Regions from separate parts of the Mus musculus genome. Here region 1 is linked to region 2. A link is a contact called in public promoter capture Hi-C data. All regions are on one chromosome and are shown on one strand. Each heading gives the region's core, a stretch centred on a gene start, on an enhancer-like site or on the middle of the called end of the contact. The rest is flanking DNA. Distances are from core to core; before and after follow the strand shown.

What was found. Promoter capture Hi-C pulls out the DNA fragments that hold promoters and counts their contacts.
Region 1: a promoter capture Hi-C map of liver shows a contact between it and region 2, with 2.7 times the contacts expected there. The contact joins the promoter of 1110028F11Rik here to the promoter of Vezf1 in region 2. A contact is called at or near these places in 1 of 39 promoter capture datasets (liver) and 1 of 115 datasets of contacts at active chromatin or transcription factors (pancreatic cancer cells).

Annotation. Positions count from the first base shown.
Region 1 is chr11:87,698,133-87,701,102 of GRCm38.p6, forward strand. 1110028F11Rik (RIKEN cDNA 1110028F11 gene) reads left to right here and starts at 1,392. Exons shown (of 2, transcript NR_045139.1): 1 at 1,392-2,970. All of the region lies in intron 2 of Rnf43 (ring finger protein 43), which reads left to right.
Region 2 is chr11:88,066,869-88,070,003 of GRCm38.p6, forward strand. Vezf1 (vascular endothelial zinc finger 1) reads left to right here and starts at 1,411. Exons shown (of 6, transcript NM_016686.4): 1 at 1,411-1,565. The coding sequence starts at 1,533.

The DNA of each region.
Region 1 (2,970 bases), core at 142-2,641, 370 kb before region 2:
TGTTATCTCAAAAATAAAGTGGTAAGTAACCAAGGAAGATTCTCAACATTGACCTTCGGCCTTGACATGCAAAGTAAAGTAGAATAAAATAAAAGTGAAGGTATGCAAATAGACTTCTGTGGCTTCGCCCAATAACCAACTTATTGCATCTTAAGTGGGAGCAAGGTCTGGACCATTCCTGTTGGCTGACGTAGCACTGGATTGAGTTCCAGACTCACTTAGCTTCTCTTTCAATTGTTTGCTATTTTAAAAAGTGCTTAGTGGGTAATTCAAGCAAACACACTCTTGGGAGACCAAAAGCTCAGGCTTTTAATATCAATAAAGCATTCATTTATTGATCATTATGTTAGGACACTGCTGCGTGAGATATGAAGACAAGCCTCCCCTGGAGTGATACTCTCATGAAATAAAGCAGAAAGGAAAAAAAGATAGTATATAATAGTTTAAAAGGACACAAGACATTTGGGGCATTTCTGAGATTCCCCATGAAAGAAGCAGTGCATACATGTGTATACACTTGAAGGCTTAGTGGGGCTTGCATAGGTCATATTCCAACAGAGTGTGAGAACTGTCAGACCATTTGTTTTGGACAAGAGGTACACTCAGGAAAGAAACAGGGATGACACCAAGGAGACAAACAGAAGTCATACTTTGTAGCCATACTGTGTGTGGAAATAGCTAGTGCCTTAAATATGGGACCATTTCTACAGTGAGCTTTTTGGATACTGTTCTCTTTTAAAATTTATTATTATTATTAATTTATTTATTTATTGTGAAATGAGCCAATTCAAGCCAAATCAGATTATATTAAATGCAGGTTTATTGGGAAGCTGCTCTCAGGAGGGTTCTCTGGCCCCGAGGACAAAGACCAGAGAAGTCACCATGGGAAAGGAGAGAGAGAGAAGTGGAAAGAGAAATCGAGAAAGAGAACTCTCAGAGAGAGGGAGAGGAGGAGAGGGAGAAGGGAAAGAAAGAGAGGCCCAAAATGTCTGGATTATATAGGGAAGAACAGCTGGGGGAAGGACAGCCAGCCCCTGGGCTGGAAAGTTCAGGGTTGGGAGCAGGATATGCCAGCTAGGGACTGAAGGATGCAGGAAGAACCCGGAGGCTCCAGGTCTGCTTTGATGCCTGAAATCTGCACCTCCGTCCCTTGTTCCAGGGTCTGAAACCAAACAGTTATTGTTACTGTTTTATTTTATTATTGTTGTTATGATAATAATAACTATTATTATTATTATTGTTGTCGTTCATGTTGTTATTGTTACTATTATTATTATTATTAGCAGGCCAGGAACTCACTCTGTAGACCAGTCTGGCCTTGAACTCACAGAGTTCCACCTGCCTCTGCCTCTTCAGTGCTGGGATTAAAGGCATGCGCCACCATACCTAACCGATGAACTTTATTTTTAGTTGTGTATGTGTACCTGTACTTGGGTGCACACATGTGAGTGTGGATGCCCTTGAGACCAGAGGCACCACATCTCCCTGGAGCTGTAATTACAGGCAGTGTGAGCCTCCCAGCACAGCACTAGGAACTTAACTCAGATTCTCTGCAAAAGCAATACACACTTCTTAACTGCTTAGGACATCTCTCTGGGCCTACTCCCCCCCCCCTCTTTTTTTTTGATAGAGATTCAGATAGGGAAGATCCATCACATCTTAGAAGTGCCAGAGTTGAAATGCAAAACCAAGTTTACTGCTTCCGGGGGCTGTACAGCAAACCTCGAGTTGATAGGCCAAGGTCTGAACTTAGTTCAGAAGATTGTTCATATCTGGACAGAGCAACGATGGAGCTAGAGTATTTAGTTTAGGAAGATTGTTCGTACAGTGAAACAGAGACTGTTAGAAGGTTGAGAGACTGGCTGGAGCCTCTGACTCTAGGGACAGAAAGGGTAGTTCTCCAAGACTAGTGATTAGATACAGGAAGGATTCATATCGGCTCTGGGTGCTCAGTCTGCGTCTCCAGGGAAAGGGTGGAGACACTAACAAAGGTAAGTCAGACAAGAAGGGTTATTGACTTAGGGTGGCGTGCTGGGAGGAGGTGATGCTTAAACCTGAGTTCGGGGGTACCATTAAGACAACAAATGACGTCTAGTGGGCCTATGGAACCACAGGCCAGATTGCCCTTAGAGACCTGATGTAGCAATCATCTGGAAACACTAGAGTGTATGGGAACTCCTGAAGAGAGTGCCTACTAGAGATGAGCGCGCATTTCCTCAGGAAGTGTGGGTGTATTTCCATGAGAGGCAAAGGAAAGGAAGAAAGAAAGAGGAAAACATAACAAAGAGAGGGTAGTCAGAAGAGCAGCACCAGCCCAGCCACTTGTCACAGACAGCGAGAAGGATCCAGACAGAGTCCAGGCTCAGAGTCACCAAGGGACACATCTCTGCAATTAGTGTTGGTCTCTTTCTCAAGAAACAATGGATGGACACCATTATGTTCAGACACTTTTTTTCCCTCTGTTCTCAGCTCTGTTTATGGAGGCAATGAGTCAGTCAAGAGGGCCGTTTTCCTAGTAAAGATGCGTTTAGTTACCATACTCTTAATTTGCACTCGTGAGAAACTCTCAATTTTATTGCCAACAAATTAAAGTAAAAATGCACAGGCTTTTATCACATCACTGGAGAGCAGTTGATTGGCCTTTGGGTCTCTCCCACTCCTCCAAGAAAACTCTTGTAAAGTTCTTGGCTCTTTCACTCTGTGCTTCCCTGTGTGGTCTACCAAGCACCCTTAGCTTGAATCTATGAAGTCAATGGGCAGGATCCAGTCACAAGCTCAGAGCTCACTGTGTTGTCTCTTCAGTCTTGAGATAACCTTTTCGAAGTGGGTGGCGCTAATGAGAAGAGAATAAAATAGCTAATGGGGGATTATAAAGTACTTTGCAAATATAAAGACAACATCAAAGCTAAATAATAATCTTAATTTAGGGTAAAGAGTTCTATTAGCAGAGAGAAACATAAAGAAGGACAA
Region 2 (3,135 bases), core at 161-2,660:
ATTTGTTTAATGGTTGGAAAAACATCAAATTACCATACCTCTTCAGTTTCTATTCCCATAGAATTTTGCAACTATGGTTTTTGAATCAGTCATTCATATATATATGAATATGATATATATATATGCATACATACATACACACACATACATATATATGAAGTTGAAGATATGTCTTTTATTAAAACTGTCTGGAGGGGATAAGAGTCAGTTTGAAATATGTTGAAGTTCTGAAATAATGTGCACATCTGAGGAGTTGGTTTTATTTTTTAACATTTTATAAAAATATCATAGATGGAGCCTGCCCCCTCATTTCCCCACCACAGATTCTTTGGACTAGATATATGTTTAATAATAGCTTGTCTCTGATATTCACAGTAGCTACCTCTATGTGAGGAAAGGATAGAAAACATTCAAGACATCATATGGGCTTACGATCTACAGATTCCAACCAGTAGCAGTGGCTGACTCCTACACAGACGACTGGGAACTGCAAACAGGCTGGGGTCACCTCAGTGACATCTGACGCTGTCCAACCAGAAGTCTGACTTGTGTGTGCGTGTGCTGCAGGAATTGAAAAATGTACTAAAAGACTAAAATATTTTGCCTCTATACTTTCTCATTCGTTTTTATTGTTTGTTTTTAATCCTGGCGGGAGAGGGGTTTTTAAGTATTTCCTGTATCTGGAATGAAAGGGAAAGATGGGAAAGCGGTCCCGTCACCCAAGAATAACCCAGTAATGACATCTGAACGCGTGGGAAGTGTTTCCCTCCACAGTAGGCGCTTCTAAGGCTGTACCCTAGTGGAATTCCCTGCTCAAATTGGAAGACCACGCAAAGGGCGATGGCAAGAGCGCTGAGTGAGGGCTTAGCTGGTCAGGAATAAAAATACCCGAGGGTAGGGGACACTAGAAGCTAGCATCCTAGTTCGTAGGTGGAAGCTGTGATGTGCTTGACCGATTGAACAGCCAGGTGACCAACCGAAGCCCTGACTGCCGCTGGGGGTATGAGAGGGACGCGACGCCGCCGGGTACCAAGGCAGAGTCACGAGAGGCAGCCCAGCTGTGCCCAGCGGGCCAGCGCCAGACCCTGGCGTCCTCCATCTTCTCTCCTGCGCTCCCCCTGCTCCAGCTGCCTGAGCCACGGACCGCAGCATCACACACCCCCGCGGGGGGGGACGCCGCACCCCATCCCCGCCCCCGGCCCCACCCCAGCCCCCGCGCGGGCTCCCTGACCCCACCGCCCGCGGGCACTGGCTGAGCTCCGAGGCGGCGCGCCGGCGGCGGGGACGCCCGGAGGGGGTCGAAGCGGCTGGGGGCGGCGGCGGCCGGGCCGGGGCTCCCCCCCCGCCCGCGCTCGCCGCCGCGGTGGTGCGTCCCGGAGGTTACCGGAAGTGGCCGCGCTCGGCGCTGCCATGTTGAGGAGCCGCCGCTGCCGCTGCCGCCGCCGCCGCCGCCGCTTTGTTGTCGCCTCCTCCGCCTGAGGAGGCTCCCCGAGCGGGGGGAGTGGGGAGGAGGGGGGTCGGCCGCCGCAGCCATGGAGGCCAACTGGACCGCGTTCCTGTTCCAGGATCTGGGGGCCCCGGGGGGGTCGGGGGGCCAGGGGGGCCGGGCCGGGCTCGGGCGGGCGGGCGCTCCTCCCCTCCCGGCTCCGCTCTCCGGCCCGGCCTTAATCCCCCTTTGTTTTTCCGCCCGCCCGCTCCGGCGGAGCCCGGCCGCCGAGGTGAAAGGAGGCGGCCTCGCGGGGTGCGGGGGAGAAGCAGGCCTCGGGGTGAACCCGGGCCCCCCCAAGCACACACGCACACACACACCCTTCCCTCCCGCCCCGAAGGGGAAGGGAGGAGGCCGGCCGCTGTCACCACCCCGCGGCCCAGAGAAAGGAGGGCGCCGGGCCGCTGTGGAGCGCGGGCCGCTCGGCCACTGCGCGCCCGAGCGGGGCCGCGCGGCGCAGCGAGGGGGTCTCCGGGTCCCGCTCCGAGTACCCATCCATCTTTCGCTTGCGCTTTTCGCGTCACCTCTCTCTTTTTGTGTGTGTGTGCTTGTGTGTTGACTTTCTGACCCTCCTCCCACATCCCGCGAATAGCGGGTATCTCTGGCTTCGCCGCCACTCCCCCTTCTCGCCGCCCCCTCGGGTGGACCCGACGGGGGGTGTTGCGAGCGTGGTTCCCCTCTGCAAACTTTTCTCCGCTCCTAGCCCAAGTCCTGGGCGAGCCCTGGCAACTGGTCCCCTCGCCTCTGTCCAGCTTCTGCGGTCCCATTGAGCTTGGGGAATCCCCGAGCCGGCGGGGCCGGGCGGGGGCGGGGAGCGGCGGGGGCCGGGACTCCTGCAGGCCCGACCTTCCCCGGAGCGTGTCTCGCTAGTCTCGCTCCGCGACCCGCTCGAACGTTCGCTCCGGCCCAGTGGGCGACGGGAAGCGGAGAGGGAGCGCAAAGTCCGCTTACAAAGCCCCTAGATGAGTCACTCATAGGGAGTATGGGGGTCTTCGCTTCTTCTTTTTTTCCTTTTGCCAGAAACTTCAAAGCTAATGTTAGCGGATACTTCAGCCATACCCTTCTCCTACCACTTTAATGCGGGACCCCTGATTGGAACTTTTTCCCCCCTCTGCTTCCTTTCTGTTTGCAAATGCATTGATGAGCAGTAGAGATAAGCACATGCAGAAACTTCAGAACTGAAGGTTAGGGAGCTAGTCGTTTTTAAAATGTGTCCTTCCCGCCTCCCTCTTTGGAGTTTTCCTAAATACTTCGTGAAATTCCAAACGCGTAGCTTGGGCGCTTGAGACCTTTGGAAATGCAGAATCTTCAAAAGATTATACTCTCCGCATCTGGTCCCATCCCGGTGGAGTTAATACGGGGAATTGGAGAATTCAAAATTACCCATTGTGTAATCTGGCTTGTCCTATTAAGACATGTTTCAAATGTGAGCATTTTTATTTTAGGTAATTATTGAAATAAATGGGCTTACTAAAGTTGGAAATTCTTAAGATTTTGCAACTCCTGAACGTCCCACTTTATCATCCTTAATCTGGTATTGATTTTATTGTGCTTTGATGAGTTTGTTAAGAAAGTGATGGTCAAAAAAAAAAAAAAAAGAAAGTGATGGTCAACTTAAGAATGGATTGGCAAAGAAGTACGGAACTAGC